Regions from separate parts of the Mus musculus genome. Here all the other regions are linked to region 1. The links are chromatin contacts, called in public HiChIP or PLAC-seq and Micro-C maps. All regions are on one chromosome and are shown on one strand. The core of a region is the stretch at or near the end of the contact, and the rest is flanking DNA. Distances in the headings are between cores, read along the strand shown.

The links. A called contact is a pair of places that touch in the nucleus more often than the background predicts. HiChIP or PLAC-seq counts read pairs in DNA pulled down with a chosen protein or histone mark.
Region 2: a contact with region 1 is called in an H3K4me3 HiChIP or PLAC-seq map of embryonic stem cells, with 8 times the contacts expected there. The contact joins the promoter of Rassf10 here to the promoter of 4930543E12Rik in region 1. A contact is called at or near these places in 2 of 39 promoter capture datasets (Sertoli cells and embryonic stem cells), 1 of 15 datasets of contacts at CTCF or cohesin (embryonic stem cells), 4 of 484 Hi-C or Micro-C datasets (embryonic stem cells and uterus), 14 of 115 datasets of contacts at active chromatin or transcription factors (SST interneurons, craniofacial prominence, embryonic fibroblasts and 8 more) and 2 of 9 other capture datasets (macrophages and pancreatic islet).
Region 3: a Micro-C map of B cells shows a contact between it and region 1, with 8 times the contacts expected there. The contact joins the enhancer-like site here to the promoter of 4930543E12Rik in region 1. A contact is called at or near these places in 3 of 39 promoter capture datasets (the 3T3-L1 cell line, hippocampal neurons and liver), 7 of 15 datasets of contacts at CTCF or cohesin (CD8 T cells, the G1E-ER4 cell line, embryonic stem cells and 3 more), 131 of 484 Hi-C or Micro-C datasets (the AML12 cell line, the AtT-20 cell line, B cells and 74 more), 29 of 115 datasets of contacts at active chromatin or transcription factors (Th17 cells, astrocytes, a colorectal cancer cell line and 15 more) and 3 of 9 other capture datasets (embryonic tail, liver and pancreatic islet).

The regions. Positions count from the first base shown.
Region 1 is chr7:113,139,543-113,143,783 of GRCm38.p6, reverse strand. It overlaps 4930543E12Rik (RIKEN cDNA 4930543E12 gene), which reads left to right and starts at 1,769. Exons shown (of 6, transcript NR_045978.1): 1 at 1,769-1,965; 2 at 2,795-2,890.
Region 2 is chr7:112,951,740-112,955,980 of GRCm38.p6, reverse strand. Rassf10 (Ras association (RalGDS/AF-6) domain family (N-terminal) member 10) reads right to left here and starts at 2,019. Exons shown (of 1, transcript NM_175279.3): 1 at 1-2,019. The coding sequence starts at 1,787. The coding sequence ends at 261.
Region 3 is chr7:113,268,352-113,272,592 of GRCm38.p6, reverse strand. All of the region lies in intron 2 of Arntl (aryl hydrocarbon receptor nuclear translocator-like), which reads right to left. Among named protein-coding and RNA genes, the nearest start is that of Gm33721, 8.7 kb to the right of the region's middle. Within about 2 kb of position 2,467, at least 33 of the 459 cell types and tissues checked have an H3K27ac peak or open chromatin away from gene starts, as enhancers often do. A contact at or near this core is called in the AtT-20 cell line, B cells, cerebellar granule neurons and 7 more, where this site is marked.

The DNA.
Region 1 (4,241 bases), core at 520-3,019:
CATTCTCCACTTTGCTGGTTCCCCTACATCCTTCTCTCTGTGAATGGCCTAAGAAATTTAGGTCATGTGCGCCACCTGCTGCCCAGATTGTGAACGTCATGCCAACATCCCGACTTGTTTGGGCAGTTTCCACCCAGCTTCTTCTCTAACCAACTCTCCCTTAGAGCATGCTTGCCCAACACGAGTGGATATGAACCCACGGCAGCTAGGGTGACTTCGGCTTGTTCCATCAAGGTTTCAACCTCTCATTTTAATGAATGTCCTAGGGAGGCTGGGGAGACCCTGGAGTAAGCAATAAAAAGATGATTCTGCAACCCCAGAGCTCTTAGTCTACTTGGGAGGCTGAGTGTGAAACACATAAGCAACTGATTAAAGTGTCAACATTGTGATAGAGACAACAAGGACTTGGAGAGTATCGTGAGGCCCACTGCTGTATGCTAGCGAGGTAATGGTGTTTATCTGGCCCTGGCTGGCTTTTCAGGTGGGTGGAATGGAATACACAACATTTGAGGATATTTAAGCATTTATCACCTCTTCTGGAAGCAACAAGAAGTGACTGTTTATACTCTGAGACAAGTCCTCCCAGGCATTTTGAGATGTGTTTGTAGGTACATCTTTGGAAAGGGTGTGTCTGTCTGCCATTTGCCTTCATTTGCTACACATCTTATTTTAGAGACCCCCTTGTCTGTTGTTGAATGAAGAGCTACCTTTTTAACCCTACAGAGTGTTACTTTAATTTCAAATGCTGGCCATTTTGTTTTCTAGTATCTTGCTGTTACAAATGGCATGACCTCTTCACAGGGCCTTGAGGGACTACAGGGAACAATCAGTAGCAGGTAATATTCAGTGGCCCCAATTCCTAAGTGCTGAGGATGTGACACAGTTGGTATAGGATGTGCAGGACCTGGGTTCTATCCTCGGCACAGCATTAAACTGAGGTTGGTGATACATGCTTAGACTCCCAGCCCTCAGGAGGTGGAAGCAGGAAGATCAGAAGTTTAAGGTCATACGGCTACCTAGCAAACCTGAAGCCAGCTCCGGCTACATGGGGACTTGTCTCAAAAAACAAAACAAAACAAAAAACAAAACAAAACAAGAATAGCAATCACTGGACAAATGACTCCTCTCAAACTGCACAGCATCCCATTGGTCCCACTGCTTGATGTGCTGTTGTCCCCTCTTCAATGGCCTCTTGGGTTCATATTCAGTTTTCAGCTTGAAAACATTTTCATGTATTTCCATATCAAAGATTCCTAGAGATAAAGTTGATTGGCCGAACAGCATCTACATTTGAATTATAACTGACACATTTGATGATCCTCCCAGGAGACACTATCAAAGAGGCTACAGGAAGGAGACCATAACAAAGAGATGGCACCAAAGTGACTGACACTCCTGCAGCTCAGTCTTCAGAAAGTAATCTGCCTTTGACCTTGGTCTGTCTTTGACATTGGTTTGCTTTGTGCTTAGTCCACACGTGCGATTTTTCTCTCCCAACAACAGCGACCCAGAATAAGTGGAATGAGCTGCTCTTTACAGCAGTCCTCTGAGACCAACGTTGTTCCTACCTTTGTTTCACAAATAACAATACAATCCCCAAGGCTAATCAAAGTGCAGGGGAGCTCGGTTTTTATCTGCTGTGTCCCAGGTAGTCAGAACCCAAGCTAGAACTTGGGCCTCTGGGATCGCTGAATTCATCCTACTACTCTGTTGCCAGGCAACCTTTCTTGCTTTTGACTCTTGTACCAATGCTACTTGTTGCCATGGCAGTGCTGGGACAAGGAGCAGTAAGTTGTAATTAAGCGGCAAGCTAGGAGAAAGGGGCTTTTATGTCCTTGTGTGGGGGTGGACAGGAGAAAAAGCTCCTGGCACTGCAGTCAAGGTGCAAAGAGGGACACGGGAAAGAGCAGGTTGGTGGCTGGGGCAGGTGCTCGTCATAACCATCACTGAAAACTGTGTGTGCTGGTGAGTTTTTGTCACCTTGACACGCACTAGCATCACCTGAGAAGAGGGAACTTCAGTTGAGGGATTGCCTCTATCACATTGACATGTCTGTGGGTATTTTCATGATTAACTATTGATGTGGGAGGGCCCAGCCCACTGTGGGCAGTACCACCTCTTGGCAAATGGTCCTAGGTTGTGTAAGAAAGGAAACAGAGAAAGACGCAGGGAAACCAGTAGGCAGCGTTTCTCTGTCTTCTTTGCTTTACCTCCTGCCTCCAGGTTCCTACCTTGAGTTCCTGCCCTGACTTCCCTCAGTGATGAACTGTGACCCATAAGCCAAATAATCCCTTTCCCCTCCCTACGTTGCTTTTAGTCAGTGTTTTGTCACAGCCACAAACCAGAAAGGAGAATACCGTGTTTTCCCAGGGATGCTGTCCTTGCCCACATCTTGTCTTGTCAAGGATGGGTGTTCAAGGCTGGGAGGTGGCTCAGTGAGGAGAGTGTGACACACATGCAAGAGAACCTGGATTCAGATCCCAGAATCCATCTCAAAGCTGCGTGTGGTACATATCTACAATCCCAGCACTGGGGGGTTAAGGGTGGAATCAGTCAATTTCAGAGTTAATTGGCCAGCCAATCTAGCTGGATCTGTGAGTGTCAAATTCAATAGAAGACTGTTTTAAAAAAAGAAGATGGAAATCTAGGTGTGGTGGTTAGTGCCTATAAGCCAACCTGTGGGAGACAGAAACAGCAGGATCAGTCTGGGTTCTATGAGACCCTGTCTTCAAGACCCAAAATGGTGGGGCTGGAGAGATGGCTTTGAAGATAAGAATTCTTCCTTATCTTGCAGAGAACCTGGGTTCAATTTCTAGTACCTACATCCATCCAGAACTGCAGCTCTAACTCCAAGGATCTGACTCCCTCGTCTCTTCTCCCAGGGCATCAGGTATGCAAGCAAAACACTCATAGACATAAAAAAACTCTTTAAAAAAAAAACATATGTTAAACCTCCAAAGCACTGATGATCAATCAAGTGGAGAACAATTAAAGATATTTGTCATTGACCTCTGACCTCCCCAAGAATGTAAACACAGGTGTACATGCAACTGAACACACAGTATATACCCCATAGGAACATCACAGGAACACGTGCATAGATCACATGTATACAAAAGATCAGCACCCAATTTTGGTGGGCCTGTCTTCTATTGAACCCAGAACAAACAGGGTAACATTGCTACAGCACCCTTCTGGCTTAGACAGACCTAAGCTCCACGTCAGCTTTTATTGGTTTGTGCTTTTTCTTGGTCTTCAGTCTCCACGCCTTCCAGGAATGATGGAGGTGCTGTGTCTGTTGAGTGAGAAGTGGTGCTAAGGCCTGAGAGAGCCATGAGTGGAGCCAAGATGAACGACTCGCTCGGTGACTCGCCTGCCTGTTCTTTTTTGGAGGCTCTTGCAGAGATGAAGCTCCAAACATCTTTAGCACTCTGTCAGTCAACCGCCAAGTTGAGAGAATCCAAACCCTCCTTGTGTTTTTGTCTTGGGAGGAGAATGTTCAAAAAGCAGATTTTTGAAAAGATTTTAGAAAGTGAAGTTTCTAGCTGTGTTATCTGCCCCAGGGATGAGTCACACTGGTCGTGGGAGGAGAAGAAAAAGTGTTTTTCAAGTCGGCACAATGAAGATTGCATGATGCAAGTGACTGCAATCGCCTCTTCGATTGAATCCAAGGGGAAACAATTCTTTTAATTCATTCACTTGACTTTTTGAACACATCTTCTATGTCAAGACCCATATGGAAGGCGAAGACATGAATAGAGCTTGGTCCCTGCCCCCAGGGGAAAGGCGTCCAAAATAATTACAGCCACTACTCCAGGGAGGTCCGTGGCTAGAGATGTGGTGCCCCCAGTGGGAAGCCTGGGCTTTGGTGGGGAGAAGAAACTGGAAATGGTTGAGCTAAGCCTTAAAAGACCAGGGCAGAGGGCAGTGGACAGCGGGCAGTGGGCAGGGGGCAGCAGGCAGGGGGCAGTGGGCAGTAGGCAGGGGGCAGTGGGCAGTAGGCAGGGGGCAGTAGGCAGGGGGCAGTGGGCAGGGGGCAGGGGGCAGCAGCAGGGGGCAGGGGGCAGTGGGCAGCGGGCAGTGGGTAGGCTGATAAGGAGAGCAAGGATGTGGGTAGAGAGCCATGGAAGCAGGAAAGAACATGTCTTATGCGGGGCACCCACCAGGCAGTAGGAGGGACAAGCTGGAAAGGAAGCTGGCTCAGCAAGTGTCTGTACCCAAAGACTCCTCCAGTTGCAGGC
Region 2 (4,241 bases), core at 770-3,269, 190 kb after region 1:
TCTCTTGTTTTGAAAATGGGCTTGGACCTCATCACTTACCTAATGTGTTTTTAAAAAACAGGGAGGGGTTCTCACCTCCTGACTCCACTTCCCTCTAAAGCTTAGAAGCTTAGGGCTTCCTTGTCCAGGACCCTCCTTCACACTCACTCTCCAGACCCATCCGTGGGAACTCTGAGCTCACCCCCATGGCCTCACTTCATGTCCCTGAGCAGGCCAAACCAGTGCATTCTGCAAGCGTCTAAGCTTGCTCCCTACTACTTCTACACAAGGGATTCACACACAGGGGGTACCGAGTCTGAGTCTTGGCTATGCATGGAGCTCAGCCCAGTATCTGAGTCCTCATCGTTGCCCGGGCAACTCTTAGCCAGTCCCCGGGCCTGGTCTACCCACATTTCTGCACAGGTCTGAGGCTGAGGTTCGCGAGAGGGTCCGCTGGAACCCAGAGCCCCATCATGCACCACCGTCTGCTCAAAAGTGTGCAAACTCTGGAGAAGGCCCTGAAGCTCGCGCTCCTTAATGTCCCTCTGCTGCTGGCTGTAATCCAAGTCCGCCTTGACGGCCTCCAGGTCCGTGCTGAGCCTCAGCCCGATGTAAAGGCTGGTGCTGAGCTGCGTCCTGACCCGCTCCTGCTCCAGCAGCAGCTCGCCATCCGGACCACCATCGGGCTCTAGGGACTCCTCTCGAGCCGCCAGCTCCTCATTGCGCCGCTGCATCCAGCGCTGGTTCAGTTCCTCCTGGATCTCGGCGGACAGGCGCTCTAGCAACTCCTCCTGCTGGGCGCGCTCCTCCTGCAGCCGCACCAGGTCGTCACAGCGCCTGGCCAGCTCCTCCAACGCTGCCGCCTGCGCCTCGCTGTCCAGGGGTGCCGCCGGTTCTGTCCCCTTCTCCTCCAGTGTCGCATCTTCCGGCTCCCCTTCAGGAGTTTGTCCGTCCAGGTCGATGCCGGCCCCCACTAGATAGGTATCCTGCACGTAGTTGACTCCGTGCCTCCGCATGCGGTCTAGGTGCACCTTGGCTTCGTAGCGGTCTATCTCGCGGTCCAGCTCCCGGAGCCGCTGCACCTGCTGGCGAATCGTGTGGTCCTGCGACAGCACCAGATGCACCAGCGTCTCCATACGTTCTACCGACGCGCTCTCGTGGGTCCGAGCAGACGACGAGCAGGACGAGGCGGTGGACGACGACGTGGACGAACAAGGTGACGACGGCTGCTGCTGGCGCCTCCGGTTGAGCTTGGCCAGTTTGCGGAAGGCCTTGCGTACCACCCGCCGCTGCTTCTCCTGGGTCAAGGCCAGGCTGGGCCGTGCTGGGGCGCCCCGGGCCAAGCAGGGGCGCTCGCGGCTGAGCACTACCCGCGCCTCGGCGCTGCGCGGTCCGGCGTTGGGCAGCGACGCTTCGCTGCGCACCAGCACGAAGCGTACATTCTCCTGCTCGTCGCCCCAAGCAGTCCAGAGGCGCAAGATCCGCGTCTTGTTGGGCAGGATGCGCTCAAAGCCGCGCCACTTCTCCACAATGCAATAGCACTGCGGGGGCCCACATAGCATGCCCGGGGGCATCGCGTCGTCGTCATCCTCGTCGTTTTCGTCCGGGGGCTCGGGCAGCTCCAACTGGCCCGAAGGGTCTTCCGTCAAGCCCCGTCGCTGGCCCCGCCGCTGCCTGCAGCGCCGCCGGCAGCCGTCCTCCAAAAGCACCCGCACCACGTCCGAGCAGGTGGTGCGGCGGGAGAGGCCGGACACCAGCTTCTCCTCCTGGCAGATCCACACCGATATCTTCTTCTCCGAAGGATCCATGGCGCAACCGGGACGTGAGGAGCAAGTCCGGCTAGGTGCAATTAGGGCAGCAGGGCCAGCGCGGGCAACCTGGCAGCTCCCGAACTGCAGTAGAATCCGTGACCCTGTCTCCGGCCTCACTAGCCTTTCTCCCGGACTATGTACTGAAATCGGGCAGCGGCTGCTTTCGGCTCGGACGGCGGACTCTCCCAAAGCAGCACGCCGGGGCTCAGGTTCCAGCGGCTCTGGCTCTGCCCGCGGTGCCCGAGGCCTCCGGGTTTTGCTCCTCCCCACCTGGCTCCACCTCTTCCCGCCCCCCAGCGCCCTGAGCCGCTGCTGAGAGCACCGCAGGCGGGGCGCCCAAACTCGCCCCTCCCAGCCCTGCGGACGGGTCTGCCCCTGGCTCAGGTTACTGGCGTCCAGTTCCTAGTTTTTTCCACTCAGAGCAAAGATGGACTCCCGGGACCTTTCTGATACAAGGCCTGGAGCCTTCACCTCTAGGCATCAGCTCTGCGCCTGGAGCCCGCACCTCTGCGCCTCCCTGGGCTCAGCTACGCCTTGCCTCTAGACTTGGTTGGAAACACCTTAACCCGATGTGCGTGGTCTTGTGCCTTCTGTACAATGCACTTTGCACAGACGGGGAAACTGAGGCACCTAACAGTTTCTACTAGAGACGTTGTGATCCACTACCTGACCAGCTCACCTTTGTAAGCGCTGCCTCTAAACCTTCCAGTCTTCCTCAACCACAGTGGGGTCCATGATCAGATTTGCAATGATCTAAGGGTGGTACCCAATTCCCCATAGGTCAGATCTGTAGGTCCCCACTTTGCCCCTCCACTTCCCACAGCCTTGTTGACAGAGAAGTCAGGGCCAAACCTAAATTGATCACCAGTCCTGACTCCAAAGGGGAAACCGAGGCTATTACTATGACTGTTCCCATTGCATCTAAATGTCGTCTGGAAGTGATGAGAATCAAGTATCAGAACAGAAGAAATTCAAAGCCACTCTAATCGAAGCTTAAAACCCTCTCAGTGAAAGGCTTGTCCAGGGAAGCCCAGATCTGACAGCTCACTCCCCTGCCTCAAGACCTTGGATGTCTCATTATTTCTTGGAAAGTGCTTTGGTCGATTGAATGATTCCTTCCTGGAACATTTGCTGGGTTCCCACTGTGCTCTAAGTCCAGTGCAAGTGGTGTGATGATGAGCAAGCCTCCTGGCCTGCCAGCAGCTCACCATAGCTCAAGAGACATTTCCAATCAGTCTGGCGGTTCCTCAGAAAACTGGACATAGTACTACCGGAGGATCCAGCAATACCTCTCCTGGGCATATATCCAGAAGATGCCCCAACAGGTAAGAAGGACACATGCTCCACTATGTTCATAGCAGCCTTATTTATAATAGCCAGAAGCTGGAAAGAACCTAGATGCCCCTCAACAGAGGAATGGATACAGAAAATGTGGTACATCTACACAATGGAGTACTACTCAGCTATTAAAAAGAATGAATTTATGAAATTCCTAGCCAAATGGATGGACCTGGAGGGCATCATCCTGAGTGAGGTAACACATTCACAAAGAAACTCACACAATATGTATTCACTGATAAGTGGATATTAGCCCCAAACCTAGGATACCCAAGATATAAGATATAATTTGCTAAACACATGAAACTCAAGGAGAATGAAGACTGAAGTGTGGACACTATGCCCCTCCTTAGATTTGGGAACAAAACACCCATGGAAGGAGTTACAGAGACGGAGTTTGGAGCTGAGATGAAAGGATGGACCATGTAGAGACTGCCATAGCCAGGGATCCACCCCATAATCAGCATCCAAACGCTGACACCATTGCATACACTAGCAAGATTTTATTGAAAGGACGCAGATGTAGCTGTCTCTTGTGAGACTATGCCGGGGCCCAGCAAACACAGAAGTGGATGCTCACAGTCAGCTAATGGATGGATCATAGGGCTCCCAATGGAGGAGCTAGAGAAAGTAGCCAAGGAGCTAAAGGGATCTGCAACCCTATAGGTGGAACAACATTATGAGCTAACCAGTACCCCGGAGCTCTTGACTCTAGCTGCATATATATCAAAAGATGGCCTAGTCGGCCATCACTGGAAAGAGAGGCCCATTGGACTTACAAACTTTATATGCCCCAGTACAGGGGAATACCAGGGCCAAAAAGGGGGAGTGGGTGGGCAGGGGAGTGGGGGTGGGTGGATATGGGGGACTTTTGGTATAGCATTGGAAATGTAAATGAGTTAAATACCTAATAAAAAATGGAAAAAAAAATAAAAAATAAAAAGAAAAAAAAATAAAAATAAAAATACACAAGTAAGAAATTAAAAAAAAAAAAAAAAAAAAGAGACATTTCCAGTACCAGGCAAACACAATACCTTGTGTTTCTGACCAGGGAAGTCACCATGTAGTAAGAGAGCATGCCTGGACGCTGCTTGGCAGCCTGGACCCCATCTG
Region 3 (4,241 bases), core at 1,218-3,717, 130 kb before region 1:
ACCACTCTGTTCCCTGGTAAGGTCTTCATGCTGCCCATCTTCCCTGCTCCACTACAACCCTGCAGACGGTGCCTCATTGATGGGCAGTTGTAACTCTCCCATGCCTTACTGTCAGTGGTCCAGGACCAGACAAGCCTGAGTCCTTGCTCCCTTCTGTCTTTGATCAACAGGTTTCATTAGATTTACAAACCCTTGGTCTACAAGAAATGCCTCACATTGATGGACTTTTGTAATATTAAATTTTATGCCAGGCGTGGTGGCACACACCTTTAATCCCAGCACTTGGGAGGCAGAGGCAGGCGGATTTCTGAGTTCGAGGCCAGCCTGGTCTACAAAGTGAGCTCCAGGACAGCCAGGGCTATACAGAGAAACCCTGTCTCGAAACCTTCCCCCCCCCCAAAAAAAATTTTTTTTTTTACTTTATAGAAATGTAAGTACTAACTGCTAACTTAGATGCTGCTGTTATCTACATAAAACAAAACTGCAAAGGGGTTTCTTACATTTTAGACAAGGTGAGGAGGCTGAGGCAGATGTGACAACATTATTTTTAGAAGACTTTTCTTTCCAAGAAGGTGTTTTTTTTTTTTTTTTTTTTTTTTTTTTTTTTTTTTTTTTTTTTGGTGTTTTTGAGACAGGGTTTCTCTGTATAGTCCTGGCTGTCCTGGAACTCACTTTGTAGACCAGGCTGGCCTCGAACTCAGAAATCCTCCTGCCTCTGCCTCCCGAGTGCTGGGATTGAAGGCGTGCACCACCACGCCCGGCCAAGAAGGTGTTCTTAGAAGAACAACTGAAAGTGGTGGGGATAGGGAGAGAAACAGCAACCAAGACGAAAGCCCCAACTTTTTGTGTTACTTTCTTCTGAAAGGGGCCTGAGACAAGACAGAGAGAGAGAGCTCCTTAGGTGCCTGTGGGAGGGACCTTTGCTGGCAGAGGGCACAAAGGACCTGGTCCTGTTACAAGCATGTAAATGGCACATGAAGGTCACTCTTGGAGCCTGATCGTGTCTTGCAGTCCAGGATCACACATATGCCCAATTCTGAGCTAGAAAGTCCTAAAGGTAGAAAAAGGGTCTCACCAAAGAGCCAGAGAAAGCGGGTATTGGGAAACCTGTGCAGTGCGCCTGGAAAGAACACCAGGTCTTTCCCTGTCCGTCCCTCAGAGCACAGGGACCCCTGAGCTCCATCTAAAGGAGCAGAGGGGAAGGAATCGCCACAGCCCAGGCTGCCCTGGCAGAATGGTTACGGCAGCTGAGAGGGGCAAGGCCCAAAAGAGACATAGTGCTTCTCTGAGCAGGGCAAGACAATGCTAAACTCCAACTGCCCATCCTACCACCTGCAGGAGGGACAGCCACATTCAAGCCTTCAATCTGGACCACAGCTCCATGTCCCTTTGTTCCCATCCTCACCCCAGGACCCCAGAAGGCCACCTGTAGATAGGATTTATGTTCCAACAGTTAGCTGCCTCATGGTAATGAGACAGAAAATGTCTCACCTCTCTCTCTCTCTCTCTCTCTCTCTCTCTCTCTCTGGGATCAAATCACTTAAAAAATCACTAGTAATGGGGATGCAGAGACAGTTCAGTAGTACAGCACTTGCCTAGCACTGGGTGGTGGCGGTGGGGAGCACTCACTACTAGTGATAGTGATAAGTTCTTCCTGTCGGCACTCCTAGGGTTCGTTTTCCTGTAAATAAGCAAAGAATCTGGGACACTGGGCAAAGCTCCCTAACTGACAGCTTTTAGATCTTCTCGAGCTTCCCTGGCTACCTTGGGCACATGGGCAGTAAATATGGCCGAACAGCAGGCCGATGGCTGCACGCCAGCAATGGCGCTTTGGAACACTCCCTGGACGCTCTGAGGAAACTGCATGATGGTCTCGGTTAATTGCTCTGGATTCTGAAGGCACAGCTCCAGTTAGGACAGTTCCAAACAATTTGTGGCGGACTTTTTTTTTTTTTTTTTTTTTGCTACTACAAGCCTCAGTGAACTCTAAGTGAACCTACAGCCATTTCTGTCTAAGTCTAGGAAGGGGCACTTCTGTTGTGGCCAAGCCAAGTACAGCATTGTGACAATGCCAACAAGAGCATTCCCTTGAATGTAGAGTTTACTAGGATTGGTACAAACACACTTCTCCAGTCACAGAAGACGGACTTATGACAGTCAGCTAACTGAGAGACATCCCCAGCGCACCTAGCATCCTGCACTGTCTCTCTTGCTGTTACATTAGGCCCGATGCAAAGCTTCTCTTCCACAGTCCTTTCCTACCCACTTTTCGTGGAGTGACTGAGCTGGTGCCATGAGCACGAGCAATGACAGTGGAGTGGCGGCAAGAGCAAGGGCAGCAGAACAACGGGAAGCTGGCACACCAAACCAAAGAGCAGGGGAGTGGCCTATCTGGCAGGTGAGTAAGAGTCATGTAGCTGGCCAAGCTGCAAAAGAGGCCCCCAGAGCTGACTGCACTGCCAGCTGCAAACACAGCAGGGCCTCAGTCTCAGCAGTCAACAGCAGCAGAAGCTGCAGCAAGAGTGGTGGAAGCTGCAGCCTTCCAGGACACCTGCCATAGCAACAGGGCATCAGGGAAGGGGGAGGGGGCAGTGTGAGGAGAGAAAAGGTAGAGAGCTAACTAGAATGACCAATCCATCTGTTTTCCTTGGAACTCTCCATCTCAGTGCTGAAATGCCTGCATCCCAGCAAACCCTTCTGTCCTAGGAATTCCCTAAGAGTTGGTCCCATTGCTAGTGTAGCTTTTCAGGTCCTAGAGCCACAGGGCAGCCAGGCCTGGACAAGACTGACCTTTACAACAACTCATTCACTGTGGTCATGACCCAACTCTCCAAGGAAGGAATAAAGAACTGACAAGCAGAGTCACCTTGTTCAGGATGTATGGCCAGAGAGTGGGGACTGCAAGCTGGGGTAGGCATCCGGCTTTACTGCTTGCTGATCCTTCTGCTAAAATCCATCCCCAAAAGCAAAATTCAAAGGCAAAGCAAACACAGAAACAAGCAGTCCTGGGGACAGAGTGGAGGGAGCATACACCAGAGCAAACCTTAGTTCAGAAAAGTCATAGGAAAAGAACAAACGTGTCCACTCGGAGCTTGCTGGCAGCCAGGGCAAAGAGGGAAACAGCCTGCAGTGGATAACCCCAGAAATCTATGAATGAGCACATCAGGACAGGCCCAGGGACAGAAGAGTGTCTTCTGAGATCAGGCTAGAGTGATGTAGGACTTCTGAGGAGTTGTGTAGCACTGCAGACCAGAGCCTCTGAGGAAACAGGCTTTGTAAATGAGGCATCTCTCTTTAAATGGAGCCCAGTGAAGACACAACTTCCTCTTTTCCCTCAGTGTCACCTACAGAGTGACTGCTAGATGGAGTTCTGTTAAGAGATGTGTGAAGTGTTTGATGCTGTGGTCTAATAATAGAGTAGGATGAGAGAGAGCCATGACTACTACCCTGTCCCACAGCCCAGAGCTCCCAAGAAGGGCCTAGTTCTCATTGTTACCTCTGCATACCTATACTACAAGGAGCCTACCCCAGGTATAATGTGTTCCAGAGGGCAGCCTTCCCTCCCTAGCTGGAGAGCCTACTCTCTACTGCATGAGGTCTGTCTGCCTTGGTACTCTCTCAGTTGCTCTGATGTGTTCTGAAGATGGGAGCTTTGAACAGGCCAGAGGCTGATGGGGTCCTATCCCCTCTGCCAGTCCCTCATCACATGCCCCGCCCCATAGCCCCTGACACTGACAGGCTCTGAAGAACTCAGAAACGTTTCTTAGCAACCTCTAAGTTCAGAGAACATTCACCAATTGAAGCCAATCCCCTGAACCTAAGGCAACCAACATTTCTACTAGGGCTACTCAACAAGCTCTTCTGTCACCTCTGGCAGAAGCCAGGTCAATACAGCCACAATGGAAATTCAAAGTTGTTACGTTCAAGACTCTTTCAGTGTAGTCGGAAAGATGGGGTGTTTAAATAAATGCACGACAGCAAGCCAATGCAACAGGTAGCAGCTGCCCAGCAGCACACTACCCAACTCCAGGAAGGGCTGGTGCACTTAGGTGCCATTACAACAACGTTCCAGCAGGTGGCAGCCCAGTATCTCAGTTCTTCATGAGAAGAATAGAGGAGAAAATAACTATTAGTTTATTGGTGGGTGTGGGTGTGGCAGGCTATTGAAGGTGAAGGGGTGGGGCCCAGGAGCAGGTGTTACAGGTGTAGGGTGGACATTAAGGAGTATAGAGTAGTTTACT